4 separate regions of the Mus musculus genome follow, and all the other regions are linked to region 1. The links are chromatin contacts, called in public HiChIP or PLAC-seq and promoter capture Hi-C maps. All regions are on one chromosome and are shown on one strand. Each heading gives the region's core, a stretch centred on a gene start, on an enhancer-like site or on the middle of the called end of the contact. The rest is flanking DNA. Distances are from core to core; before and after follow the strand shown.

The links. Promoter capture Hi-C pulls out the DNA fragments that hold promoters and counts their contacts. HiChIP or PLAC-seq counts read pairs in DNA pulled down with a chosen protein or histone mark.
Region 2: an H3K27ac HiChIP or PLAC-seq map of bone marrow-derived dendritic cells shows a contact between it and region 1, with 6 times the contacts expected there. The contact joins the promoter of Clcn7 here to the promoter of Mcrip2 in region 1. A contact is called at or near these places in 2 of 115 datasets of contacts at active chromatin or transcription factors (bone marrow-derived dendritic cells and pancreatic cancer cells).
Region 3: an HNF4G HiChIP or PLAC-seq map of pancreatic cancer cells shows a contact between it and region 1. The contact joins the promoter of Ergic1 here to the promoter of Mcrip2 in region 1. A contact is called at or near these places in 2 of 39 promoter capture datasets (embryonic stem cells and stem cell-derived epiblast-like cells) and 2 of 115 datasets of contacts at active chromatin or transcription factors (memory CD8 T cells and pancreatic cancer cells).
Region 4: a contact with region 1 is called in a promoter capture Hi-C map of embryonic stem cells, with 2.1 times the contacts expected there. The contact joins the promoter of Tsr3 here to the promoter of Mcrip2 in region 1. A contact is called at or near these places in 5 of 39 promoter capture datasets (cranial neural crest, embryonic stem cells, liver and 2 more), 2 of 115 datasets of contacts at active chromatin or transcription factors (memory CD8 T cells and pancreatic cancer cells) and 1 of 9 other capture datasets (adipose tissue).

What each region holds. Positions count from the first base shown.
Region 1 is chr17:25,864,225-25,871,487 of GRCm38.p6, reverse strand. It overlaps Mcrip2 (MAPK regulated corepressor interacting protein 2), which reads left to right and starts at 2,750. Exons shown (of 5, transcript NM_026633.3): 1 at 2,750-2,863; 2 at 2,945-3,074; 3 at 6,767-6,894; 4 at 7,136-7,237. The coding sequence starts at 2,812.
Region 2 is chr17:25,130,615-25,137,877 of GRCm38.p6, reverse strand. Clcn7 (chloride channel, voltage-sensitive 7) reads right to left here and starts at 4,487. Exons shown (of 25, transcript NM_011930.4): 1 at 4,264-4,487. The coding sequence starts at 4,401.
Region 3 is chr17:26,557,948-26,565,210 of GRCm38.p6, reverse strand. It overlaps Ergic1 (endoplasmic reticulum-golgi intermediate compartment (ERGIC) 1), which reads right to left and starts at 3,699. Exons shown (of 10, transcript NM_026170.3): 1 at 3,579-3,699. The coding sequence starts at 3,598. 1700049J03Rik (a long non-coding RNA gene) reads left to right here. Exons shown (of 4, transcript XR_001782188.2): 1 at 1-3,121.
Region 4 is chr17:25,236,806-25,244,068 of GRCm38.p6, reverse strand. It overlaps Tsr3 (TSR3 20S rRNA accumulation), which reads right to left and starts at 3,899. Exons shown (of 6, transcript NM_026676.3): 1 at 3,705-3,899; 2 at 3,406-3,625; 3 at 2,812-3,005; 4 at 2,208-2,381; 5 at 1,847-1,910; 6 at 1,270-1,615. The coding sequence starts at 3,816. The coding sequence ends at 1,408. Gnptg (N-acetylglucosamine-1-phosphotransferase, gamma subunit) reads left to right here and starts at 3,953. Exons shown (of 11, transcript NM_172529.3): 1 at 3,953-4,009; 2 at 4,098-4,155; 3 at 4,227-4,294. The coding sequence starts at 3,958. Baiap3 (BAI1-associated protein 3) reads left to right here. Exons shown (of 34, transcript NM_001163270.1): 33 at 42-247; 34 at 328-1,410. The coding sequence ends at 431.

The sequences.
Region 1 (7,263 bases), core at 1,501-4,000:
TGTTTCTTTCTTTGGTTTTTCAAGACAGGGTTTCTCTGTATAGCCCTGGCTGTCCTGGAACTCACTTTGTAGACCAGGCTGGCCTTGAACTCAGAAATCTGCCTGCCTCTGCCTCCTGAGTGCTAGGATTAAAGGCGTGCACCACCACGCCCGGCAACATTAGCTATCTTTTTTCAATTTTTTATTAGATATTTTCTTCATTTATATTTCAAATGCTATCCCGAAAGTCCCCTATACCCTCCCCCCTTGCCCTGCTCCCCTTCCCACCCACTCCCACTTCTTGGCCCTGGTATTCCCCTTACTGAGACCTATAAAGTTTGCAAGACCATGGGGCCTCTCTTCCCAGTGATGGCTGACTAGGCCATCTTCTGCTACATATGCAGCTAGAGACATGAGCTCTGGAGGTACTGGTTAGTTCATATTGTTGTTCCACCTATAGTGTTGCAGACCCCTTCATCTCCTTGGGTACTTTCTCTAGCTCCTCCATTGGGAGCCCTGTGTTCCACCCAATAGAAGACAATGACCATCCACTTCTGTATTTGCCAGGCACTGGCACAGCCTCACAAGAGACAGGGTCCTTTCAGCAAAATCTTGCTGGCATATGCAATAGTGTCTGTGTTTAGTGGTTGATTATGAGATGAATCCTCGGGTGGGGCAGTCTCTGGATGGTCCATCCTTTCGTCTCAGCTCCAAGACTCACTCTTTCTTTCTTTCTTTCTTTCTTTCTTTCTTTCTTTCTTTCTTTCTTTCTTTCGGTACAACTCCAGGCCTTAACTCTCTTCCCAGATCCACACTCACCTTTGCAGTCACAGGCCTGGTACCAGCAGATTGAAACATTTCCTTCTGAAGGAGGGAAGCTCTTAAGACTTAGGAAGGCGATATGAAACTTGTGAAGCTCAGGAAAACCTCAAGATTCAAATTCCCAGGTGCTATATAACCAGGTGCCAAGTGCTAGGAGAGAGGAGACTTTGTTTGTTTGTTTGTTTGTTTGTTTGTTTTCGAGACAGGGTTTCTCTGTGTAGCCCTGGCTGTCCTGGAACTCACTCTGTAGACCAAGCTGGCCTCGAACTCAGAAATCTGCCTGCCTCTGCTTCCCAAGTTGTGTGCTGCCACCACTACCCGGCTGAGAGGAGACTTTTTTTTTTTAAAGATTTTTTATTTATTTAATATGAGTACACTGTGGCTGTCTTCAGACACACCAGAAGAGGACATCAGATCTTATTACAGATGGCTGTGAGCCACCATGTGGTTGCTGGGAATTGAACTCAGGTCCTCTATAAGAGCAGTCAGTGCTCTTAACCACTGAGCCATCTCTCCAGCCCCGAGAGGGGACTCTTAAGTAGGGTTGGGAAAGAAGCTCCCAGGATCAGCACTCATGAGCTGTCACCTATACTGTGGTGGGCTTTTTGGTGACATAGTGAGAGTCACCCATGCTCCAGTAAGTAACCGCAATAAACTCACTGGCTCATCAACTAGACATGAGTGAGATGTCTCATGCCTCCCTAGTACACTCAACAGTCTTCTCAGAGCTGGAGAAGGCCTTTCACTCTCCAGCCCCGCTCTGCATAATGTAAGGCCAAAGGCCCAGGGCCAAAGGAATGAAGGCTTGGTCACCTGGGATAAAAGTCCCCTGGAGTTCCTTAGATACTCTGGAATTCAGGTGGACCAGCTACCCACCCTCACTCCTTCCTCACTGTTCGTCTTGCTTAAGTGGTCCAAGACTTGACAGACCTGCCTCCCCTAGTCCCTAGTGCCTGCAGACTGACCCTCCTCAAATATGACAATAGGAACCTTAAGGCCAGGTGTTGGTGGCAGGGGCAGCACAAGTCTTGGCAGATACAGTTCAAGACTTCACATCACGCCGGGCAGTGGTGGCGCGCGCCCTTAATCCCAGCACTCGGGAGGGAGAGACAGGCGGATTTCTAAGTTTGAGGCCAGCATGGTCTACAGAGTGAGTTCCAGGACAGCCAGGGCTACACAGAGAAACCCTGTCTCAAAAAACCAAACCAAACCAAACAAAAAACCAACAGCAAAAAAAGGAGACCTGGGGGCGGGGGGGGGGGGTACGGGGGGGGGGTCAGGCTGCTTCCACTCTTGCTGGGTTCTTCCTCCTTCCAGGCTGTACTGGGAAACCCTGTGGCTCTCCCCACAGACCTAATTTCCAGCTTCCCCAGTAGTTGGGGAAAAGGCTCAGGACATGAATTGAAGAGCGGTTAGTATAGTACTTTAGGAATAGGGTACCCCCTGAGGGCTCTGTGTTCTCCTGGTCTTCTGGTTCCACAGTACTTTAGATCTACTTAAACACTCTTAGAGCACTCATTCTAAAGCTGACTCCTGACACAGTGATCCCCAACAATCCAGGCTTGTCCAGGCACTTGGCTGGGTGGTGGTGGTGTCTCAAATATGAGCTGGAATACTGGTGTTTTTAGAGACTGTTCAGGGTCCCTAGCACTACCCTAGTACACAAAGGGCCCTCCTCAACTGAAAGAGCCTCTCTCTCTGAAATCTCAGACAGATACACAAGCACACACATGCACACTCGCACATGCACGCTCCAGTCTAGAGATGGCATACCCCTTGGCGAGTACAACCCGTTCTTAGCTCAAATTTAGTGACTTGGCCAATTTTCCAAAGGGTTGGGAAGGCTACCAAGTAGGCGAAGCTCCTTTAAGGGCAGGGGGCGTGTGTGGGTCGCTCCGCCCCTTTGCCCGTCCTCCCTCCTTAAAGGGGCCGAGCCTCTGGGACCGCAAAGTGAAGCTGGTGGAGGGTGCCTGATCTGGCCGCTGCCAGGGGCGGGCGGGACGGCGCACCATGTACACTATCACCAAGGGGCCCAGCAAGCTGGTCGCGCAGCGCCGCACAGGTGCGCAGGGCGGGCGGGCAGGCGGGACGTCCTGACCGCTGGCTCGCGGCGGCTGACAGCGCCCTCCGCCCCGGCCCGCAGGTCCCACACAGCAGCAGGTGGAGAGCAGGCTTGGCGAGCTCCTGAAATGCCGGCAGCCGGTGCCGCCGACCGCGCTACCCGCGCACCTGCAGCCCTCGGCACAGACTCAGGGACCCTGGCCCCTTGCAAGGTGAGCCAGGCCGCCGGGCACGAGGGTGACCTTGGAGAAGGTTGATGGGGACCACGCGTCCTGGTGGGCAGGGGGCGGGGCGCAGGCAACTCGTGCACTTCTGCTCGCCGGCTACTTCTGGGCCCAGCTGGCTTGAGTGGACCCTGGTGGCCACGTGGAGCCTTGAGGGCTTCCGACCAATCCCGCCTGTCAAGGACCGCAAGTACTCAAAACCGAGGGACCTGGTGACCTTGGGCCGCTAACTTGGACCCCTTGGGAAGTGGTCGAGGTCAAAGTTGGGGAAAGTTGCCCAAGGCCCTGGCTCTCAAGGACTTCAGGCCCTGTCCTTGCAGAGCAGAAGAAGCGCACGTGTTCCCGCTGGTCTTATCAGGTCCCTGCCCTTCACTAACACCCTGGGACACTGGAGCCCTCCTCCCCAGCAGTTGCCCGCGCCTGTGGGTTCCAAGAGTTTTCTGATTTTCCTAACCCGCAATGTGTCTAGGGAAGTTCAGCCCTAGCTACTTGGATTTCAGCCAGTGTGACCTGGAAGTGATCCCACTCAACCAAGGCTGAACCTTTTACTTCTTTGGCTCCATTTACTGTTTCCTGTATCGGTAGACTGGACTCTGCAGGCATGTAGGCTCTACTCTGGTAGAGGTGGCATGTGAACCGGTTAAGAGAGAGCACCAAAGAGACCACAATCTCGAGGGAGGCCAAGAGTTAGACTCGTCTCAGCAGGGGAGTCTGTGTGGCTGGCTCCACCCCTCTTAGCTCTCAGCTACTAGGCTTCGGAAGCTATAGGTAGGAGATGCCTGTGTGGCCTGTGTTTGCCCTAGGGGACATCCGTATGACATCGGTTTATGTCCTTATTGCCCTTATGTCTCTGGGAGAACTCTATGGTGCAGATGTATAACCACAAAGTGGTTACCCAGACAGGGAGTTTGGAGCTGCCTTGGTGACTGGCCTATCTCTACCTGGGAAACACCCCCCCCACCCCCCACCCCCCACCCCCACCCCAGAGACAGGGTTTCTCTGTGTAGTCCTGGCTGTCCTGGAACTCACTCTGTAGACCAGGCTGGCCTGGAGCTCAGAAATCCGCCTGCCTCTGCCTCCCGAGTGCTGGGATTAAAGGTGTGCGCCACCACACCCGGCGGGAAAACACCTTTTAAAGTCCTTATTGTTGGGGGACAACACGGACAGGCTTGTGGCAATATTTGGGTCAGTGTCCAGGAAGAGGAGAAGGTAGTAACACTCTCCAGAATGCTGAGTTGCAAGAGACACCACACTGCGTGTTTCCTCTAAAAAGGCTTCAGTAAGATAAGCTGATGTGAAGGCCTGGACTCATCTGTCAGCAACCAGGGAGAACACCTGACGCCCGGGAGATTGGTTTCCTGTCCTGAGTTCTGGGAACTGAGGAGATAGGCTAAGGAGTCTTCCCTATGTCCTCTGAGGTGGCCCTTTCCTGGGCTGGGAACTCCCATCTCCAATAGGACCTTCACATGGAATTTTACCTCTAGTCCTTTGTCTTTTCAAGGCCACCCATCAGTCACCCATGTCCACCAGCATCAGGGAACACAGGAGGCACTGGTCATTCTCCTGCTGCTGTGGGGCAAAATCATGAAGCTTTCAACCCACTAAATGGCTAGGCATGGGTGCTGCCAGTTATGGTGGCCAGGCCTGTGCCTCTGACATATTCTTTTCTCCTGGCGGCAAGAGACAGATGGGGGAGACTTGAGATGCGACCATGTTACCACCTACCCCACCAAGAGCAGATTGAGAAAATGTTCAGGGACCACTGGGCAGAAGAGCCTTGGGACAGAGTCAAGGTTGGGAGTACTGGGGTCAGAATACTGCTAAATCTTGAAATATTGATTTTGAATCTTGATGCCCTTCGCTGTGTGTCACAGGCAGGGAGATCCCAGGCTGAAAGATGAGTGACCGGTCACCTTGAGGGGGTAGGAGAGTACATGAGAGGATGTCTATGGGGCACTATGGCCTGGTGCTGCAGCAGGCAGTGGGCCTAGAAGTGGATACAGGTGCACTCTGGGATTAGTGCCCTTTCCCCTACAGAGCCTGGTCTTATATAACCACGGCCTCTAAGCAGAAGCTGGGCAGGGCTCAGCATGGTGGTGCAGCACTTGCCCTCTGGGGCCCTTTCCAGCTCCAGGGCCACCACCTTAATCCACAGCCCCTGGCTGGGATTTCCTTTTGTTTGTTTTTTAAAGAATCAATGTAAGGCACAGGTAGGTGTGCTACTACACACCCACCTATGTCCTGGTACTTAGGAGGATGTCTGTTAGTCTAGATCCCGCCTCAACCAAACAAAAGACATAAAAAGACTCAGTGTCCAATCCCAACAGCTCGCTCGCATTGAGCTTCAGCCCTTTCGGGGGCAGAGGTGGTTGCAGGCAAGGGGGTGGGGGTTTCCATTTGGAATGCCTTTATGCACCGGGGCATGGTGGCTTGAGCCTTTAATCCCAGTACTTGGGAGGCAGAGGCAGGCATATTTCTGAGTTTGAGGACAGCCAGGTCTACAGAGTGAGTTCCAGGACAGCCAGGACCACACAGAGAGACCCTGTCTAGAAAAAAATAAAAATGCCTTTATGCCCTCTAGTTTACCAAATACACAGGTACCCGTGGGTTTGGGAGGAGTCCTGCCTCCTCTGGTCTCCACTGGCACATCTAAAATTTTCTGTAGCCACCAGACCTGGCCAGACCTGGGGCTGGCAGGACCCTGTACCCCTCAAGACCCTCCTCTTTATTTTAGTGCCCCTCTCACCTGAGGAGGAACCCAGAGCGGCGTGGGGCACCTGAGCCCAGGAAGGCGAGCAGGCCTGCCGGGACCGCGAGTGCCTGGCGGAGTGGCAGGTGCAGCCCAGGACTCCCACCTCCTACTGTAGGTGCGGCCCCATTCCCTCCGTGGCCCCACCCCAGGCTTCACGAGCACAGGGCTTGGTCAGTTGCCGCCAGTCAACAGAGATGGCACATTACTGCCCTGTACTGCCCTGCACTGCCCTGCCCTGCCCTGGGCCTGCTTGGCCTCACCCCTGGGCCTACACCCCTTGATATAGAGTACAGCACAGGGTTATGGGGTGGGGGAGCATCTCATTCAATTTGCCCCTTTTCTCTTGCCTTGAGGAGTGGGTCAGGCTTAAGGTCATGTTTTTCCCAAAGAGACAGCCCAGCATTTTGTGTTCCTCTCCCAGGGGTCTGGGGGCAGCCGGGGACAGGGACGAGTAAACGCCGATCCATCCTTGTTTGGTCTGTGTTCAACAGTGGGGGGTGTCATTGAGGACATCTCTAGAAGAAGGGGACTATGCTTGATGGGTGGAGATGGCAAAAGGTTCTGATCATGTTGAGGTCTGACCCAGACTGCTGGAAGCCTGCCTGGTGGGGATTGGGAGTGCAGAGGAGTGGTCTCTGGGACCCCTGCTGAAGGTCTGGATACAGAGCTGGACTCTTTCTGACTTGCAATCACTCACCTTCCCTGGGCCCAGAGCTACAGAGCTGAGCTGCAGTCAGCTCAGGGTCTGAAAGCAGAGAGGCCTTGTTTCGAAGCAGCTAAGGGCAGCTGCTCTGGTTAAGGAAGGGTCTAGTTTGGGCCTGGGCCTATGCAGGTGCAGTGGGTATGTACCAGGGCCGCTCTTGAACCCTGCAAGGTAGCTCCTGGACATGGCTGGTGCCAACTGTATCTCTCTCCTACCCTCCCACAGTTCTGGGCCAAGACTTGTATTCAATCGAGTAAACGGCCGGCGACCCCTCACCACCTCCCCATCCCTCGAGGGGACCCAAGAGACCTACACAGTGGCCCACGAGGAGAACGTCCGATTTGTGTCCGAAGGTAGTAAGGGACCAGGGGGTGTGGCTCAGGCCACAGAATTCCAGTACTGTGGCCATGGCTTGGCCTTGTCCTTCCCCACAATACCCTGACTCCTAGCAGGTCACGGGCTAGACTTTTCCTTGGCTCTCTGCCTGGTCATGTCCATTCCTTGAGCTGGGCTGGAGTGCAAGGTGGCCCCCAGGTGCTGGGGTGGGAGGGACACCAGGGGCCCGGTTCATTCTAACTGTTCCTTCCCCCACAGCCTGGCAGCAGGTAGAGCGACAACTGGATGGCGGCCCTGCCGATGAGAGTGGCCCACGGCCTGTGCAGTATGTGGAGAGCACTCCTGATCCCCGGCTACAGAGTGAGCCTTCTCCTATGCCTCAAATC
Region 2 (7,263 bases), core at 3,238-5,737, 740 kb after region 1:
AGAAGGGACTCGAAGTTATCCACATTTCCATACATACATGTGCAGACACACATACACACAAAATAAATACATGGAGAAAGAAATTAAAACCTGGCCTCAACTACACAGAGGGTTCAAGCCCAACCTGAGCCACTTATACTCTGACTTAGACACTACACCAATACTCTGACCATACATAAAACTTAGGAGTGGGAAGTGAGGGTGCTGTCTAGTACACAGAAGCCTGGGTCAACCTCCATTATGGGGTGAAATACTGTGTGAGCCTAGATAGCACATTTATGTTACATGCTCTTCCTACAAAGGCACACACACACACATATGTACACACACATGCACTCACACACCTGTTTTATTTGAGAATGAGGACAACTGTCTTCTGCCCCCTTCCAGGTCCAGGTGACAGCAGCACTCTCCAGGTCCCTGGAGCCTGAGCTGGAGGACAGCACTTCCACACCAGGGGGGCACCCTATTTTAATATTTTTTTAAAGACAGTGTTTCTTTGCATAGCCCTGGGTGACCAGAGATCAGCCTGCCTCTGCTCCATCACATGCAGCATTTATTTTTAAGTTGCTCACTGTTGCATACTACCAGTTCTTTATTCCCCCCTCCATGAGCAGCTGCCATGTGCCAGGCTCCTTGCTAAACACCAAAGAAACCCAGACTGCTGCAGCAGGGACATCAAAACAAACAAACAAACCAGTGCAAATGTGACAAAGGTGACAGAGAATTAGAAAGAGAGCCTGGCTTTAGATGTAGTAGTCAGAAGGTCTACAAAAGCGAAGCAGCCCAGAACAGGGAGGAGTAGGCCATAGGAATAGGCCTGTGGGCGGATATGGTCCTGTACGGCTGCCTGGAGGCTGCCAGGACCCTGCCCTTCAGCTGCCTCCACCCTGTTGGGCTGAGGCTTGCTTATGAGCTGAGAGAGGAAGAGAAATTCCTAAGACTGAGAGCGAACAGCTCTCACCAGAAGACAGCAGGGCCTAAGAGCCACTGGGACAGAGGACCCTTCCCTGAAGATCTCCAACGGCCATAGGGCTCCTGTCTTCCCCAACAGCACCCTCAGGCTATGGTCTGTGGTGTAAGTTATCAGGATAGGACACAGTCCCACACTCACCTGAGGTCCCTCCTCTGCTGAGGGAGGAGGTGTCTCTGGTGGCGATTCCCATAATGGGCCTGTAAGAATGCCCTGCATTTAAAGACTGCAAACACACACTGCCACCTCTCCACCATTTGCTCTAGGATCAAACAGCCTCCCAGAAAACTCTACTTCCTGTTGCCCACGCACATGACCATGACTTGCAGGCTGACCTCACTTTCTCCCTGTTCCACTATCACCCCACATCTAAGAAAAGGTAGTGCCACAGGGCCTGAGCTTTAAACAGGGCCCAGCCTGGCCAGCCTTCAGCAGCTACCACATTGCTTGGCCAGCTTCTGCCTGGCTGGGTGGCAACACTGCCTCCACCCAACCCTGGAGGTGCTGCAACAAACCCCAGAGGCTCAGGAGGTAGCCAGGATAATGAGCGCATGTTCAGTACCCAGGGCCACCCCACTGTGCTCCCCTTTCTATTTCCAAAGGGTCCTGACTGCAGACTAGCTCATGAAGACTCCTACTGCAGCACCAGGGCAACCCACGCTTACCTAGGAGCCTACTGTCCTGTCCGGACCGTCCCTGGGAAAAGAAACGCCAACAAGACATTCAGCCGAAGAGCGGACATAGCCAAATGTCAAGCGCAAAGACAAAGTTCTTTTAGTTGGGTAGGGTTTTTGATTTGTTTGTTTTGAGACAGGGTCTCATCTAGTTCAGCCTGGCCTCAAAAATCACTTTCGACTTCTGATTCCCGTTCTCAGCACTGGCATGCCCGGTCATAGGTATGTGCCACCACACGCAGCTTTATGTGGTGTTGGAGGCTGAGCCCAGGGTTTCACTGATGCTAGGCAAGCACTCTGTCTCCAGACCCGTCGTTAATGACTAGCATCTACTGAGAACCTGTTTTCTAACAGGCTTGCTCAGTATTATACATTCATTAACTTTTTACAGATGAGAAAACTGGCACCAGCTGGCCTCAGATCCTGCCGGAAATTCTGGCTGGTCCAGTGCTCAGCTCAGCACAGAGGGTTCCCAAGCTGTAGCCAGTGCCTATTCGACCTGCCTAAGCAGATAAGGATTCCTTAGCACTGGAGTCCCCAGTTTCTTGCAAGCCTCTCCTAGGCCTAGTCACACCCAAGTCAACTCTTGTGCCTGAAAAAGGCTCCTACCCCCCGGACCACATCCCACACATATATTCTCTCTGTTCTGTTGCTCTTCTTGTCTAAGGACTTGGCACAAAAGTGCTCATTGCACATATTCCTACAGGGCTCGTCACACAGACCCAGAAAGGTGTTGGGGCCTGTTCCCAGAGGGAAGAAAGCTGTCCTATGCACCTCAGTGACCTGCACACAGACCTGGGAACCCACAATGGGGCAGGTGCTCAATTATTTTTTAAGTTGTTTAACAGCAACCAATCAATTGTATTATCTGCAGATTTAAAAGCTATAGTGGTAGCCGGGCGTGGTGGCGCACACCTTTAATCCCAGCACTTGGGAGGCAGAGGTAGGTGAATTTCTGAGTTCGAGGCCAGCCTGGTCTACAGAGTGAGTTCCAGGACAGCCTGAGCTTCCAGGACAGCCTGAGCTACACAGAGAAACCCTGTCTAAAAAAAAAAAAAAAAAAAAAAAAGCTATAGTGGTATTTAGGGGGAAAGATCAACTCTTTCTTTACTCTGTCTATTTGCAAAGAAAAGCAAAAATAAATAAAAACAAAACAACCCACATGTATTCAGCCCAAACTCAACTCTGTCAGTTTCCAAATTCTTCCCTCTCTTAAAAACCAGTTGCCAACATAAAGTTACTTTCTTTTTGGAGAGAGACACGTGTGTGTGTGTGTGTGTGTGTGTGTGTGTGTGTGTGTGTGTGTGGTGGAGGCCTCTCTAGTGGAGGCCAGGAGAGGAAAAGGTGGTCAGATCACCTGAAACTACAGTTATAAGTGGTTGAGCCACTGGACCTGGGTGCTAGGACCTGAACTTGAGTCTTCTCCAAGAGCAGCAATAGCCCCCTTCCCCAAAGGTTACTTTCTTTACAACAGGGATAACAAATCACACCACCCAGAAACACCCTAGGGAGGCAGACACAGCTCTACCACCTTACTTATTTCTGATCACTACTGCAGACCGGAGTCACAAGCACACGTCCTTCAAAAGGGCCTGAGCTGCTTCCCAGCAACAAGGAGCTGACTTTGACTTTCACTGTCCACTGCACCTTCAAGGGTCTAGCAAAGAAAGCCTAAATGTAAGTTTTGATGCGGTAGCCCTATCTTGTGCTCTTCTTAGCCTTTAAAACAGCAGGAGTGTTTGTTAAGACACCTCTAACATCAGGAGGAGGAAGGGTAAAGGACAGTTATAAAACAGACTAACATCAAGGAATTGATATAAGTAACTGACTCAAAATTAACACGATGCACACAGGCAAAAGAAGCAAAAGCACACAAGTAAACAAGCCTGTCCCGGTCTTAAACGCTAGGCATTTGAAGGCACAAACTGTTCGCAGTGCTGAGCACACTCTGGCCTCTGACTTGTTGCTTATCATGTCTGGCTGCACATTCCAAGTTCAACTAGGTAGTAAGAGAAAATGAGTGGGGATGCTTGACACTGCAATTGTGTCCCAAACGTCTGGAATTACTCCTGTGAGAAAGGAGACAGGCACTTTCACCGAAAGCACAATTCTGCCATTTAAATTGAAAACTACCAAGCGTGTAGTCCAGGCCTTCCAAGTTCTTGGGAAAATGAGACAGGATTATGAATTCATTGGTGGTCTCACTGTGAGACCTTATCTTGAAACGTCAAGGGCTATGGGTGCAGAGCTGAGGTCGTTATGATTGCCTTGTATGTGTAAACCCTGGCTTGACCCTCACCACGAAAAGTAAAATTAAAAAACAAAAGCAACGTTAAAGTCTTGGGATCTCTTGCTGAAAAGTCAGCGACAACGGTTCCTGGAGGAGAGGGTATCATTTTCTCTGATGGTGTAGCCACTGAGGAACGAGATGGGAAGAAGGGGTTCAAAGAGAAAGAAAGAAGAGGTTTATGAGTGCGAGGCTATCAAAAATAAAAGTCTTCCAGGATTCAAAAAAATAACAGAGGAGAGCACCGTGGCCTCCCTCTGGGCCCCGCCAGCACACTGAGGACCGGCGCAGCGATCCCGGCGGCTGCATCTCCGGCCCGCGGGCCTCACCTGGCGCGCGCCCGGCCCAGCTCCGTTCAGCAGCGGCGTCTCCTCGTCAGGCTGCCCTGTCCTTCGAAGCAGTGGCGCCCCCTCCTCATCATCGCGATCTCGGCCGGACCAAGACACTTTCTTAGAGACGTTGGCCATGGCCCACTGAGGACCAAACTCAACAAGAACAGCCGGCAGACCGGCAGCATTCCCGTGACCCGCGCCCAGGTCTCACGTGATCTATCATCGGTGCCCACGTGACTGACGACGGAGGCCGGCAAGATCCGGGAGCGCGGAGTCTCCTGGGAATTGTGGTTCACTGGTCGTTGCAGCCCAGGGTAGAAACCTAGAACTCAAAATCCCTAGCAATTAGTGTCTTCACTGAAGGCAGTGACCCAAACTCCAGAGAAGAACCAGCCCGAGATGCACGCCTAGTCCTCCAAGAGATGATATGGAAAAAAAAAAAATAAACTACCTGTAAAAGTTCTGGAATCGTCCCTCTCAACTAAGTTGGCTTCATGTGTTTCCTGTGCTCAAAGGGCAGCCAAACTGCTGCAATTCCGGGAAAGGGATTGAGACCCTGATGCCACACCACTTCCAGTAGGATCTGTATGACAAGTTCCACAAACTGAGGCTATTGACCTCAAAAGGGGTAGGCCTCCTGGAACCGGTGTGGAACTCTTCGCCGGAGAAAAAAATATTGAGTGGTAGTTCTTATGGCAATGTTTTGTTTTCTCTTATTCCTTTTCTTATTTACATGTTCCTGGTAGCCTAGGCCAAGATCTTAAGCAAGAATAATGGGTAAGAAACCAACCCTAGAGATGGGGGCCACTAACATGACCTTATCCCCCGGGAAAACAATGCCTTACTTTCTAAATCATTTACAAAACTATTACGATAGATAAAAACTTTCCCAACAATAAAATTTCATATGGCTGCACGTGTGTCATCGGAGGTGGATTTTGGTGTATGGTAAAGAAAGCCTTAATTAGAAAGAATTAAAATAGTTTGAATTTACATATTGAAGATTTGTTAAAAAAGAAAAAGAAAAAACCCAGATACTAGATGTTAAATAGTAATTGACCATGGGGCTAGAGAGTTAGTTCAGTGGTTAAGAGCACTGACCATTAAAGATTTATTAACCTGCTCCTAGAAATAAGCCACTAGACTTGGACAACAGCCCCCACTGAATACATCCTTTTAGAATTGTTATATTTTGATGATTTATATTAATAATGATGTTACCTGTACTGTTTGTGATTCACTGAATGCATAGTTTCAGAGTTGTAATGCTTGGATGATTTTTGTGCTTTACTGTGCCAAATGATTTTTGTTGGTATTTGTGATTGTTTCACTGGATATAGTTTCTAAGAGATGTAATGTTTGGTTTTTTAATGTATAAAATCCCCTGCTTGAGAGCTGCAAAATGCACTCAGATTCAAACTGCCTCTGTGTTTGTTTCTGTTTGTCACCACCGAATCCTTACCCACCTAGCTTTGAGGACCCTCATTCCAGAGACCCCCATAACCGACTTGGGTGGACCGTGGCACCCTGAAGTGCCAAATTAGGAAAGACTGGGGTTCCTCCGAGGAGGAGACTAGGACAGCACATGGGCGTGGCATTAACTAGCCGCAGGTTGCTTTAGGCAATAGTATTTTAGGAAGATTAAGTTTGCCTTAGTATCGGTGTTACATCAACAAAGTTGTTCTTAGATGTATCCTGAATTATGTAGGGGCAAGGATTGGGATTTGATACTACAACTTCAGGGACCCGAGAGTGACTGTAATCATGGGTGGCACTCTACAGAGAAAGAACGATGTTACAAAGTTTACTTCTGAGCAGTGTCATGGCAGTTGCATTACAGAGGATGGTAGAAGGAAGCAAGGAAGAAAGTGTCCACTTAATGAAGGAAATAGGTATATAATGTGAAAGCTACATTTAACAGAGAAATATCAGAGAGGGCTGGGGTTAATATGTACGACATAGAAAGATTCTATAAAAATAGTTAAAATACAATTCAGGACATCAGTGGTGACAAAGATCATATGTAAGAGAGTTAACAAGGGTTCTAGGATATATATGTACATTCATCTATATATGTGTACATATATATATCCTAGATTTTATATATATATATATGCATATACATGTATATAATATTACCTTGAAACTTTTTTATTTGAAAATTTTCAAATCAGAAAGTTTTAAGTTCATCTTAACCTCTAAGGGTGAGAGGATTATAGGAAATGTCCTTCCTTTCATACAATTCAAAGTAAAACCAAAACTAAACACAGAATAAGAGGAAGAAAGTTAAATGGTGTTCTGAATTTTCCCATGATTATCCTGTGACTCTCTCTCTGTGTGTGTGTGTGTGTGTGTGTGTGTGTGTGTGTGTGCTGTTTCCTCTTTGACACACCTTAGTTTTGTCATTTTACAAGACAGTGATAAGGATGTCATGAACCTCTTTTGTATTGCTGGGCTTTGAGGTTGGGAAATGAAGCTGGCTTGTCCAACTAAGGTCATTAGTATTCCATGGGGCTTGAACTTAGATCCCTTCAAAACTTTGATCAGAAACTGGGCAGTGGTGGTACATGTCTTTAGTCCCAGCACTTGGGAGGCAGAGGCAGGTGGATTTCTGAGTTCAAGGCCAGTCTGGTCTACAAAGTGAGTTCCAGAACAGCCAGGGCTACACAGAGAAACCCTGTCTCACACCCCCCCCACACACACATACAAACTTTGATCACAATTTCTTTAAGACTAGGACATTTAAGTTGTCAGTTGAGCTAAATGCACAGGCTTGGGCCTTTCTGGATGATAGAGTTTGGGGGGAAAAAGGATTGGCAGAAGAATAAGCAGAGTAGAGATGTGGCATAGCAGGATATGTAGGAGGAGTTATAATGGAGAGAGTCATCCTAGGGTCATGCCTGGGGGCATAGATCTCTCCATAACCCTTGCTGACAAAGTGGTACAATTCCCACAGCTCCCAAAAGACCAGGGCCTTCAACTTATTGTTCTCTTTTT
Region 3 (7,263 bases), core at 2,450-4,949, 690 kb before region 1:
GGGTTCCATTCCCAGCACTGCAAACAAGAAAGAGGGAAACACAAGAGACAGAGACAGACAGACAGAGAGAGAGAGAGAGAGAGAGAGACTTTTGCAAGGTCCACTCAAGTCCCCTGAGGGGAGAAGACCTTTGGAAAGCTACAGTAAGCAGTGGAGGAGACCAAACCAAGTCATGATGGGGCCAGCACCACAATCAAATGACCTGCGCTGTCACTCGGGGTCACCCATACTGAAACTCTATCCTTTCTCAACAGAACTGAACTTGCATTGTGCACTGGGTCCCCCAGATCAGCATCTGAACCTGGGCTCTGCGCTGCAAGGACAGCTTTCTTGCCCGACAGGCAGCACACATCCCCCTCCCTCCTTGAAGTGAGCACACAGCTAGCCAGGGGAGGAGCACACCACTCTTAGATCATGGGGTCTCAACACGGGGACTGCCACTGTGGCAGAGCTAGCCATTGCCTCTCTCCTGAAAGTGGGGCTCAGGCTCTGGGGACGGAGGCTGTCAAAGCCTCTGGAGTAACAGGCAGCAAGTGCCACCAGTCAGCCGGAACTGGGAACAACACCCCCGGACCTAGGTAACAAAAGCCAGTTCTGTGAGTTCAATGATCAGTATCAGTAAAACCGCTCAACGGGAACAAAGCAAACACGGTAATCATTTAAGGCTCAACCTCCGCCCTTAACCCCTAAAACTCAGAAAGGGCCAATTCAAGGATGAGGAGAGAGGGCCTTGGGATGCAGCTCTGTGGGAATTTGCTTAGCATGCACGAGTCCTGGGTTCTCCTCCAAGCACCAAAAACAGGAAAGAGGGATGCAGAATTCTCCACCAGCAGCTGGCACATGCAATCACACTGGACAAACTGGAGAGGTGTGTTTTGCCCAAGGGGGGACCTCTAGTCAAGTACCATTCCACCTGCAGACGCAACCACATACAAACTGGATATAAATCCTGGCCCTTAGGAGGTCAGATACTGATGAAAGGGAAGAGAAGATGGCAGAATTCGCTAATTACAGAGCAGGTGCCTCGGTCAAAGGGTACAATAATGGCGGCAGGCAGAGGACAGTGCTTGCTGGTCCCACATGCCACCTGGTCTCATGTGAGGATGTCGATCATACCCATTTCCTAGGCAGGAAAACACACCCAAGTTAGGAAGCTGGGTTCCCCTTGGTCTTGAACTGGTGGGAAATGGGGATGTTCTAATCACTGTACGCCCCCTGTGCTCCCCACTATTAAAAGGTTTGACAAAGTGGTGGCTTTTCAAGATTCCCCTTGTGCCCCAGAGCTAAGGCTTCAATGCCAATAGGCCAAACTCCGACTCCAGCTTTATCTATATCCATGCAAAGTGCTTTTGCCAGAGGGGTCACCCTCACCAGGGTTTAAAAGGAAGACTCATTCACTCTCTTCAGTGACAAAGGGATGGATGTCAAGTTTGCTTATATAGTGGCTACTCCTAGAACCCAGTCATGTGACACGTTCCCCCTCCCCCCCACACATGCAACACTCCTCTGGCAATTCCACAGGGTTGTGCCATATGCCACCCATCCCCTAATGATAGTCCAAGTGGCAGGTGGCTAAACACTGGGTACAACCCTCAGCAAGCCGATGAGTGGCCCTGTATGTGGTAAAGGTCTGTAGAACGGCGGAGCCTTCCTTCACAGTGAGTCCTAGAGCTCTGCTATGTCAACGTCTGAAAGAGAAGAAAGACATGGGCTGGACCCACAGCTCACCCTGCGTGAGGAGATCGAACGGTGGGGAATCCATTCTTACTGGTCTCCAGTGAGCCCCAGCAAGCAAGGACTTTCTCAACTGGCATTAGTGGGAACCCTGTGGCACCCGGGCACTCAGGGCCTGAGACACATCCAGAAAGCCCCAAGGCAGTAGCAGCCGAAAGTTGAGCGGTGTGCTCCTTAAATATCAATGCCTTAAACTAGTCAGTAATAAGCAGGCCCTGACAAGGCTAAAGCTGGCCCCAGCTGTTTTCCTTTTTTTTTTTTTTTCATCTCACCTGCCCCCAGCCCCCAAACTTCCAACTGGAGCCCAGATCTGCCCAGCCCTTCCAGCATGCAGGCGGGGCATGCAGGCGGGGCAGAGAACTGACAAGATGAAGTAACCAGAACAGTTACTTCTTTAACAAACTCAAAATCCCTAGGACTTGCAGAACCGTGTGGGGACAGGAGGGTTGGGACCCTTTCCGGTCAGCCCTGGGAGGTTTGAGGGGGGGGCCTGGATGTGCCCACTGCCCTTCTTTCTGCATGGGCACACTGTGGTAATGGGTGTCCCTAAAACTGGCTCAAAGCCCTCTCGGTTCAAAGCTACCATGGTCTGTATGCTTTTGTCTAAGCCCAGGTATGGACCCCGGGGCTACCTCAAGCAAGCAGGAAGCTGGTTTGCCAGATAGTACCAGTGCCCAGAGTGAGCTAAAAACCACTTTGGCTGGTTAAGAGGTCTGAAACCAATGTCCTCTCTGGGCCCTGACCCCAGGTTGCCCATATGCCACCACATGATCCGAATCTTGGGCCGTTTTTAGATTGGTTGTCACTCTGTTCTGCCTCTATACACATCAGTAAGAGGGGGAGGATGAGGGGAAACTGTGACCAATGGAGGAATACCCGTTCTCTGGCTGTGGGGAGCGCTCACAGATCTCCTCAGTCACAGATGCCCTACTTCTGAGTTCCATGTGATGGAGACTGGGTCAGGGGTGCCTTACAATCCCTGTCTTTCAGGTGGTGACCTTATTTTTAGTACCAATTTGCAAGAGGTGAAACCAATATTTTGAGCATGCCCAGACACCTGCTGGGGTTAGCCAGCTGAGCGGTGAGGGGCTGCACCCTAAGCCTTTGCTTCTAACATTGAGAATCTACTAAGCAGCTGGGTAGAGAGGTACAGCCAGGCTTCTAATCCTTTTGCTCCAAAGTATCCCAACAGCCCAGAGCATCTCAGAGCGTCTTATGTCAAGGGAATGTCTGGTGGGGAGGCCCTTCCCATGCAGGCTTCCAGAAGGCCTGGCCCTATACAATGGTGTTCCAGGAGGCAAAGAACCTTCTGCAGAACCTCGAGATCCCAGCATCCTCCTCTTCCCGCACTGTCCCCATGGCTTGCGGGAACAGGCCTCCACATCTGGTAGGTAGAGGATTCTCAGGCTCTGAAGAACTAAGCTTCTCCAACTGCTGCCAGATTGAATGGGGCTGCAGCCCTCAGATCCCACCGGGCAAAGCCAGGCGCGCGGCCCCACCTGTCAGCCAGGACAGGGTCCACTAGGGAAGACTGGGGAGAAAGCCTGAGGATGCCTGAGCTCCTTTTATTTGGGATTTGGGAGGAGATTTGGTTCCCAGGTTGGGGGAGGGGAATGAAAGATGTCAGGGGCAAGCTGGGGACACCGCGCCGTGGAAAACAGAGTGCGAGGGCTTGCCAGGGCTGCACGAGGGGTGGGGGTAGGGCTCGAACCCCGAGGAAGGCCGCGGTCCCCTAGGGCCTGCCGAGGCGTGCACAGTGCACCAGGGTCGCATTTGCACGTAACGGGGGGTGGGGGGTGGTCGTCGCCGGCTGCAGAGGGCCTCGGGCCCGGGGCCTCACTCACCTCCTGAAGTCAAAGGGCATCGTGCCGCCGAGCCGGTGGGAGCGTTGCAGGCCAGGCGGGCCGCAGCGCCGCGTGGGTCCGAGCCCGCTGCCAACGCCTCCTCGGCCGCCCCGCCCCCGCCAGCCTGCCCGACACTCGCCACTCGCCTCCCGCCGCCGGGAAGTGACGCTCCACGCAGCCCATTGGGCGCCGCCACATCCACCGGCCGCCCCTTCCGCCGCCCCATTAAAGGGGCCCGAGGGCCCGCTGAATGGGAAGGCCCGAGAGTGGGATGCTACCCAAGCCCAGGTCTCCAAGACTCCCGCTTTGGTTCTTTTTGGCCTCTGATCTTTTTTCCTAGCGTAAGTGGGGCCTCAGGACAAATCGCTCTGCCTCAGGCAGTGGGTTTTGTGCTTGTAAAACAAAGCCATTGCGTTGTGAAGATCAGAGAAAAATGCTACAAATTGCGGGTCCATGCTTGGTGCTAGTTCTGGGTGAAGGTTAAAACTGGGGGATGGGCAACGCAGTCCTAGATTGAGAAAGTCCACCCACCTCCCACCCATCCCTTGCTTCTTAGGAAAAGCCATCTGGCTCCCGAGATCCACCACCACCCCTTTCTCTATCTGTATAACTGTTAATCCCACTTTTCAACTTTTCATAGGTATCAAAGGAGGTAGTTGGGGCCCTGCTTTAGTGAACAGCCTGGCATCTAGTGACAGCTTCTCCACCTGTTAGAGTTGGGCTTAGCTAGCCACTTCTATCATCTTTCTTCGGGATTGATGCCAACCAGTACTCGTTGAGCATCTACCAACCTGAAGTCAGGAACTTGCAGGGTTATCCAGAGGCTCTGAGTTTGCACGGTTAGAAATGGTAACATACCGCTGATTGCCCCTAGGAGCCTCCATTCTCAGAAACACAGAAGTACAGAGGAAAACCTCCCTCAACTTGCTGGGCTAGAGGAGGAGGCAGCTGAACTCTAAACTTTTTGTGATTGGCTGGTCTTAGTTGTCAATCTGACATACCTGGAAGAGATTGAAGAAATGGCTCCACTACATTAGCCTAAGGGCTTGTATGTGTGTAAAGTTTTCTTAGTTCCTAAGTAATGATGTAGGAAGGCCCAGCCCTCTATGGGTAGCAACATTCCTAGGATGGGATCCTGGGATCAGAAAGCTACTGCATATGAGCAGTGGAGCCCATTAGCAGCCTTCCATCCTCCACAGGTCTCTGCTTCAGTTTCTGCTTCATGGTTCTTTTTTTTTTTTTTTTTTTTTTTTTTTTTTTTTTTTTTTTTTTTTTGTTTGGTTTTTTTGAGACAGGGTTTCTCTGTATAGCTCTGGTTGTCCTGGAACTCACTTTGTAGACCAGGCTGGCCTCGAACTCAGAAATCCACCTCCCTCTGCTGGGATTAAAGGCGTGCGCCACCACGCCCGGCCCTGCTTCATGGTTCTTACCTTGAGTACCTACTTACCCAGACTTCACTCCCTGAAGGGCGTGTGGATGTATGAGCCAGATAAACCCTTTGCTCCCAGAGCTGCTTTGGTGGGAGTTTATCACAGCAGAGAAAAAGCAAACTAGGACACCCATGTAGGGGAAATCTGACTTCTGAACTTCCCTGGGTTCTGCTGCTGATGCCTTCTTCAAAGCTGCGATTTAAGACAACAACTTAAGGAGAAAAGTGGGGATCCAAGTTCAAAAGGCAGGATGGGCAGGGAGGCAGTGTCCTGACATAAAAAGCTCCTTGGTTTCCTGAAGGATAAGCGGGCAGCAAGATTCAGGGTCTGCAGTGATGGGCGATTCCACCAGGTTCTTCTCTTTCTGACAACCGGAATCCCCCTTCCATTCATTCATCCATTCATTCATTATTCATTCATTCATTCGTCATTCATTCATTCATTCATTCAACAAACACCCGCACCCCATGCTCTTATGTATGGGAAATGAGAAAGTTTTAGCCAGTCCTGGAGCCTGGGAGCAGCAGAAAGAAAAAGCATCCTGGGACCTTCTGGAACCACTGGGTACAGATAAACCCAAAACAGAAGTTGTATGGTGTGGGCAATTGATCTCATGTCTTCCCTTTTTAGAACATGATCCAGAGACTAGCTCTTGGACATCTTGGGGACTATTCTCATCTTTAGCCCAGATTCTCCTAAAGAATCTCAGATGTGCCCTTGAGCATGATCAAGGATAACAATGCCCAGCAGAGTAAATGACGATAAGACTGCCTGAGCTGGGCAGTGGTGGCGCATGCCTTTAATCCCAGCACTCCAGAGGCAGAGGCAGGCGAATTTCTGAGTTCGAGGCCAACCTGGTCTACAAAGTGAGTTCCAGAACAGCCAAGGCTATACAGAGAAACCCTGTCTTGAAAAAACAAAAAACAAAAACAAAAAGACTGACTGGTGTTGGTATCTTTTACACAGAGAGAAAAAGCTCCCAGTTTTTGGCTGGATACATAGAAACTTGCATTTCACAGCTTCCCTTGCAGCTAGGCATGTCTATGTGATCAAGTTATTGAAATGCAGGGAGAAGGTGGCTTTAGGAAGAGTTGATGTATGCTCTTTGCCCTGTGTGTCGCTTTATGCAGCTGGCTGCCTAGAATGTGGATGCCACTATCTCAAACCACCAAATGGAAACCACATGGAACAAAGCAACAAGACAGAAAGAGCCCAGGTCTTATCACTCTGCCGTTCTATGTGTTTATATAAGACTGAAATAAGCATCCATCTTATTGGAACTACTGTTGTTTTGGATTGCTGAACGCTTACACTGGAACTCAGTGGTAACACTCACGTCCAGCCCAATCACCTGACTGCTCAAATAGTGCACAGAGAATTTGCCAGTCCACTATTACCTAATGTCCTACAATTTTCCTTGGGAGAACTTAACACAACTCAGGACTGGATTAACTGGCTAGTGACTGCACCCCCAATTTGAGTGGAGGTTTCCATAGCCACCCAGAGAGTTCTATGCCCCAGTATAGGGGAATGCCAGGGCCATTGGGGACCCTCTAGTCCAATGGATGACTGTGAGCACCCACTTCTGTATTAGCCAGGTACTGGCATAGCCTCTCAGGAAACAGCTATATCAGGCTCCTGTCCACATGTATAGGAGGCACATTTCTCTCTTTCCTTTCTTTCTTTCTTTCTTTCTTTCTTTCTTTCTTTCTTTTTGGTTTGGTTTTTTTTTTTTTCTTTTTGGTTTTTTTTTTTCAGACTCAGAAATCTGCCTGCCTCTGCCTCTGCCTCTGCCTCTGCCTCTGCCTCTGCCTCTGCCTCTGCCTCTGCCTCCTCTGCCTCTGTCTCTGCCTCCTCTGCCTCTGCCTCTGCCTCTGCCTCCTCTGCCTCTGCCTCTGCCCCTGCCCCTGCCCCTGCCCCTGCCCCTGCCCCTGCCCCTGCCCCTGCCCCTGCCCCTGCCTCTGCCGCCCAAGTACTGGGATTAAAGGCATGTGCCACCACTCCCCGGCTAGGAGGCACATTTCTACAGCAGCATGGTCACATGGTCTTCTCATAGGTCGGGGAGGATGGGAGTGGACTGACCTGCATGTACCTGCAGGGACTTTTGAGGTCTGGAAGCAAAGCGAGCTGCCCATCTCCTGTTAACCAACCTAGGAGACTGTGGGAGATGGAACAGAGGAAATCAGACATGTGGCACAAGATGTGGGACTACTCTAGACCTCTTTGAACATGGCAGCAGCTAGTAACAGTTGAGT
Region 4 (7,263 bases), core at 2,650-5,149, 630 kb after region 1:
GCCCTATGGCCGCAGCAGGCTCCTGACTCTCCTGTCCACAGCTCTGTGCCTGCTGAGGCGTGCCGCCGCCGCGGGGCCTGCGTGCTGTTCACGGTTATGGACCACGACTGGCTGTCCACCAATGACTTTGCTGGGGAAGCAGCCCTTGGTCTGGGTGGCATCAGTGGCATCGCAAGGCCGCATGTGGGAGGGGGCATGAGGCCAGGTCAGCCTATCACTCTCCACCTGCGCAGGCCCAGAGCTCAGGGTGAGTGGGAATCCAAGGGTTGAGGGCTCTGGGCCTGGCCTAAACTGGCCTCTCGTGCCCAACTGCACGTCCACCCACAGTGAGGTCTGCACTGCGGATGCTAGAAGGCCGCACCAGCAGAGAAGCACAGGAGTTTGTCAAGAAACTCAAGGAGCTGGAGAAGTGCATGGAGGCGGACCTCTGAGCGCCTTGATGGTCATAGTGCCGCCCTCCCCATCTCCCTGAGGGACCCACTTTGTGCAGCAAGGGCTTCTGGGGGCCCCTCCCTCACCATGTGACCTGCCTGCTCTGGTTGGACCCTGTGGCTTCTGTCTGCCCTTGCTGTGTCTTTTGGTGTGTGCTGTGAACCCTTTGTGCCCCAGCATGCCCCACCCAGAATATGGGCAGCCAGCTCTGTGGAATTGGCCAGCATCCGCCCTGGACACAGCAGGATGGATGGGACTTGACCCTAGTGGGCGCCCCCACCCCACCCCAGAGCAGTGGTCATATGCTCTCAGGACTCTGCCCCCTAGAGGCTACTGGGTTGTACTTGGGGAGAAACATTTATGGTCATAACTAGGGAGTAGAAGCCACTACTACAAGGGTGGAGGCCAACTTTGCTGTTCACACCTTTGTAGCCATCATTCGGCTTGATGAGAAATAATCTGTGCCCCATGACAGCAGTGTCACGGGGAAGCCTCTCCTAGAGAAGGCCCTGCCCGCAGAGGGTGAGGGCAGAGTTTCCACTGCTTGCGGCTTCTCTCTCCTGGACCCGGACACTCCCCACCGCAGGTGAGCAAGGGGCCAGCGGAGGGTTACTTGTGCTCTGGTCCGGGCCTGGCTCCTGGTCCCAGGAGAGTTTCTCCCACAGTCACGGTTAGGAACAGGAATTGCCCACAGGTGGAGACCAGGCTGAAGGGCTCGATGGCTAGCTGCTCAGACATCCCTTGACGCATCTTTATATGCCCATACCAGACTTACCTCACAGGCCAGATCTGCCCGGGTAGACTTCCCCAGCGCTTAGCCACGTACAAAGCAACCCATAGCGGGGTCTCCTTGGTTTTATTGAGAGCACTAAGGCAGGACACTAAACAAGGTTGTCCCAGCAGGCCCGTCCATCCCCAGGTCCTACTGCCACTTCTGAATAATGCACACCAGCTTCAATAATATGTTTGTGACCTTCAGTCTCTCTGTCGTTTCTTGATCCCTTTCCAAATTTCAGTGGAGTCTCTGGCTTGAGCCTCTTGTTCTGGGGTCTCTTCAGCTCCAGAGTAGTTGCTGTCTCCTCCATTAGCACCAGGTCCTGGTTCCTCACACTCATCACTGTCCTCCTCAGAATCTTCACTGTGCTCCTCAGACCCATCAGTGTCATCCATGTCCTCAGGTAGCCTGGGAGTGAGATGGACCACAGTACAGCCACAGCCCTGAGCAAGGTGACCGTCCCTGTTAGGCTCGCTAGAGAAGCCCTAAAGCAGAGGCGGCTCTGAGCCCAACCCCCTTCAGCAAGCAGCTGCTTTACACTTTGTAATCACCACCAGGCCTTGTTCAAAAGGCCACACCCGCAAGGCCGGAGGAACTGGGTCAAGGTTTCAGAAGCACCTGGGGGCTCACAGGACCTACCGGGTGCTGGCCACGGGCCTGTTGAGATTCACAAACTCCCGCCCTGAGTCCACGTCAAAGGGATCTGAACACAGAAAGAGAGGGCGTGGTGGCGCACACCTTTAATCCCAGCACTCGGGAGGCAGAGGCAGGCGGATTTCTGAGTTTGAGGCCAGCCTGGTCTACAAAGTGAGTTCCAGGACAGCCAGGACTACACAGAGAAACCCTCTCCCCACCCCCACCCCCACCCCCAAAAAAAAAAGAAAGAAAGAAAGAAGAAGAGAGGAAGGGGACTTCTAAGTGATTTTCAGGCTCTAGGCTCCTAAGGCCCTGGAGGGACTTGATTGCTTCTCTGGGGCTCCCAGCCAACACCAGGACTCACCGATGTCCTCTTCAGGCGTGTCCCTGGTGCTAGCCAAGTACCCCTGTTCAGCCTGCAACACCTCCTCCGGGCCACGGCAAGCTGCGTACTTATCCAGGAGCTCCCGGTTCAGGTCCAGGAAGCCCTTGCCCCACTTAAACTTCCGAAGCAAAATGACAGCAAGGTCTGAAAAGCCTAGTGGAACAAAAACCAAAGATATGCCTGGGACACCTATAGAGAGCACAACTGCATGACCCTGCCTGCTATCTCAGGAAGCTGTCACCTCCTCTACAGTTCCCAAGGTTCCTCTCATTTGCTGAGAAACAGTCCTATTATCCTAGTCTCTGTGTCTTACGGGGTAGCCATTGGGCCCACACACCATCCAGGGAAGGCAGTGGTCCATTTTGCCTCTACCTCTGCTTCATAAGGTTAAGACTGTATGTGGGCACTGAGACTGAAGACAAAGGCTGTTTTCTAATGGCTCCCAATATATTCTCCTCACATCCCACCCCCTTGCTCAGACTCTGCCAGAAGAAACCCCAGTCTCCAGGTGAGGGAGGAGGAGGGGGCAAGCAGTCAGCCTCCAGACTGCCATTGCCAGGCTTCTGTCAGACCCAAAACTCACCTACGATGCAGAAGGCAGCAGCGAAAGCTTCCACACAGGAAAGTTTGCAGGGCCGGCCATAGTTTACAGGGTTGGCAGCTACGAGGTAAGGCAGGAGCCGCAAGTGGCTCCCTCGCATCTTCTGAAAGGGTGTGTCGTCCAGTTTGGCCCAGGAGCAGTCTATGACTGCGACCCCTGACTGTGCCACCAGCTGTCTGTCAGAGAGTGTAGGGTAGGTTCTAGGGCCCCAAATAAGGCACATCCTTGGAGACTGGCTTCACTACAGATGAGAGATCACTCTGCTATTTCGAAGTTATGGTTTATTGCAATAGTAGAAAGAACCCTTCAGGAAGCAGTTGAGGGTAGCTGGACAGTGTTTACTTTACACAACAAATGTTTCTCCTAGGCTTTCTACACTATAGCCCTGCTCTATGAAAAGGGTCAAATTAAATACAACTCTGCTCATATGAAAGATGTGGACATCCAAGACCAATAAGCAAGGCTTGAAGAAAATGATACTCCTGATACAGGGCAGTTTAACAAAGACAAGATGGTGGGAAGGGCATTCCAACCCCTCTCCGACCCCTCCCCGATCCCCAGGCCTCTGGTGTCTACCTGTCTGCCGGAGACACGTACTCAGTGCCTACTGGGCTGAGCACCAGACCGCCAAACCTTTGGCTCAGGCGCAGGCAGCGCACCAGACCCAGACGGGCCAGTTTGCGGCCCGTGCAGCGCTTGGGGTCGCAGTGACCAAGCTCCCACATAGCCAAGGCACAAGGCAGCGCCGCAGGGCCCGGGCCGCCCTGGTCCTCGGCCTCCTCGGGCTGCACGGATGCTACAAGGAGAGAGAGAAGGCCGGGTCCTCAGCGCCTGCTCCCAGGCCCGACCCGCTGCTCCGACTGCTCCAAACTCACCACGCAGCGCAGCGCCCACCTCTTCAGCGAAAGCATCCAGAGAGCGGCCAGAGGGTCGCCGAACACGACCGCTCTCTTTCCTGGATCCGCGAGCAACTTTCTTGCGGCCCATAATGTTAGATGAAATCCGAGATGAAATCCTCAGCTCCAGCGTTTGTTCAAGAGCGTGCGCGCGTGCGCGCTCGCACAGCTTCCGGTTTTGAGGGGAGTCAGTTCCGGCTGTCACTCACGTGACCGTGAGACCCTAGGAGCAATGGCGGGGCGGCTGGCTGGCTTCCTGATGTTGCTGGGGCTCGCGTCGCAGGGTCAGTGGCTCCGCGCACATAGCCCCCCGCGCGCTGGCGTCGCTCGCGCCTCCGCTCCCTACTCACCACCTCTCTCCCCGCTCCGCAGGGCCCGCGCCGGCATGTGCCGGGAAGATGAAGGTGGTGGAGGAGCCTAACACATTCGGGTGAGCGGATCACGGTCCTGCGGCTTGGGGACCGAGCCTGGCTGGCTCTTCTGACCTTCTCTGTTCCATAGGCTGAATAACCCGTTCTTGCCCCAGGCAAGCCGCCTTCAGCCCAAGAGAGAGCCTTCAGCTGTATCCGGTGAGCGCGGGAGGGTGCGGAGCTGGCCGAGGTGCTGACTGAGGGGGCCGAAAAAAGCTCTCGGTTAGGGAGGGAAGGGTGCCTTGGATGAAGGACTCATAATGTACTCGCTGAAGGGTTACGAATTCGTTTGTCAAACTTGAGTGTTTTAAATGCTCTGAAGTATATACTGGAACTGCAATCCCCTCTCGCTCCCAGGGTTGGCGATTACCTAGGGCTAAGCAAGCAAGCGCTCAAGGCTTGGGTCACATCCCTAACTTTTGTGGGGTTTTTGTTTTGTTTCGTTTTGTTTTTCGGGACAGGGTTCCTCTGTATAGCCCTGGAACTCTTTGTAGACCAGGCTGGCCCGGAACTCAGAAATCCGCCTGCCTCTGCCTCCCAAGTGCTGGGATTAAAGGCGTGTGCCACCCCCGGCTACTTTTGTGTTTTTAAGGTAAGAGTCTTTCAAAGTCTTTTATAGTAGACTCAAGCTGGCCTCCAACTTGTGGTATTAAAGCCTCTACTTTCCACAGGTGCTTAGACCAATTAGAAGCTCTAGGGATGTTGGGTATGAAGACTCAACACTCCAGGTGTATCTAGCCCTTTCTAGGTCTTACGGAGTGGAGAGGGCACCAGCACAGGAAATTTGGGACTAAGATCCTAGGAGGACTGAAAGACAAGCTGTTGGAGGTGGCTCAGGGCTGGCCAGCATAAAAGAACCTTGGCAACCCAGACACTATTGCATATGCCAGAAAGATCTTGCTGAAGGGACCCTGTTATAGCTGTCTCGTATGAGGCTATGCCAGTGCCTGGCAAATACAGAAGTGGATGCTCACAAGTCATCTATAAGATGGAACACAGGGCCCCCAATGGAGAAGCTAGAGAAAGCACCCAAGGAGCTGAAGGGGTCTGCAACCCTATAGGTGGAACAACAATATGAACTAACCAGTACCCCCAGAGCTCATATCTCTAGCTGCATATGTAGCAGAAGATGGCCTAGTTGGCCATCACTGGGAAGAGAGGCCCCTTGGTATTGCAAATTTTATATGCCCCAGTACAGGGGAATGCCAGGGCCAAGAAGCAGGAGTGGGTGGGTAGGGGAGCAGGGTGGAGGGAGGGTATAGGGAACTTTCGGGATAGCATTTGAAATATATATTTATTTATATATATATATTTATATTATATATAAATAAATATATAATATAAATATATATAAATATATATAATAATAAATTTATTTAATATTTATTTATATTGTATATAAATAAAGTATCTAATAAAAATAAATAAATAAATAAGTAGATACATGATAAAGATTCCAAAAAAAAAAAAAAAAACGTGACTAGCTGCACTCTGGGGATTTGGTGACCCACTATCTTAGGCATGTTGGGCAAGCTGGTTTGTAGATTTGATCCCGTGAAGAAGAGATAGCTCAGGGCTGCAGAGCACTTACCAGGCTCCTCTCGTAGTCAACTGTTACCATCTTCTCTCCTTTTCATAAGGTGACACTGTTTTAAGTCCTGCTACCATTACATTGTGAGGTTGTGTGAGTGTGCGCGCGTGCGTATTTGTGTATAATCGTGTGCGTGTGTATTTGTGTATAATAGTGTGTGCGCGCGCGCGTGTATTTGTGTATAATCGTAAGACTTCTCCACAGCCCTTCCAAACTAACATGTAGCTCCTTGGTTGGCCAGGAGGGGCCAGATGTTGCTAGGAACCCAGTACTGCAGATGTTTATTTTTATTCATTTAATAGCAATATTAGAAAGAAAAAGATACAGTATGCATAGACTGTCACAAGACCATTATCCCAGCACCTCAGAGGAGGATCATTAGTTCAAGCCCAGGCCTGACCTACACAGTAAGTTCCAGGACAGTCTTGGCAGGAGAGAGGATGGGGAGATAGGGAGGGGGGGTGAGAGAAACCTACTTGGTTGAAGGGCTACTCAGCCTAGGAGATGGGCTGCCTAACCTCACAGGTGTGCTCATTCACAGCTGCCTGCTGCTTCCTCGAAGCCACCCTTGGCAAGCCCGTGTTTCGGAGGAAATTGTCAGTTTCAACTACATCCATTCGTTCATAGTTACCAATCACCCTTTTTACTTTTGTGATGTTGGTTGCAAATACCCCAACTTTTATTTCTAGTTTTACTTACTTACTTACAGTTTTGCTTTTCCTAGTCAGTTTGGCTACAGGTTTATTTTTACAGGCTCAGTTTATTTTTACTTAAGCTTTTATTTTACTGGGTGTTTTGCTTGTTTGCTGTCTGTGTACCATATTGTGTGAAGTACCTGTGCCAGAAGAAGGCATTGGGTTTTCTAGAACTGGGGTTATAGATGATTGTGAGCCATCACGTATGTACATGCTAGGAACCGAACCTGGATCCTTCACAAAAGCAACAAGTGCTCACGACCACCCACCCGTCTCTTCACCCCCTCCTATTCTCTTTCTGTGTAATGTGTTTGTGTGTGCCTGTGTGGAGGTCCGAGGTCAAGGTTGGGTGTCTTCCTCTACTGCTTCCGAACACTTACTGAGAGTCAGGATCTCTCACTGAATCTAAAGCTCAAGGATTCAGCTAGGCTGGTTGTCCAGCAAGTCGCGGAGACTCCGCCCATCTCTGCCCGTCCAGCACTGACATTGCTGGCATCCAGCTTCTTATGTGGGTGTTGAGGACCCAAACTCAGTTCCTCGTGCTTGCACAACACACACTTCTCTGAATACACCATCTCCCCATGCTGGCACCAGCACCACACCAGTGCGTCCTGCTCCAGTCTCCGCAGTGCTGGGGTTACAGGCACGAAGCCATCACACCCAGCTTCCAGGTGTCAGTATTGCTATCTTTTCAGAGAACCAATTTTTAAAAAAGATTTAAGTACAATCTGTAGCTGCCTTCAGATGCACCAGAAGAGGGTGTCAGATCCCATTACAGATGGTTGTGAGCCACCATGTGGTTGCTGGGAATTGAACTCAGAACCTCTGGAGGAGCAGTCAGT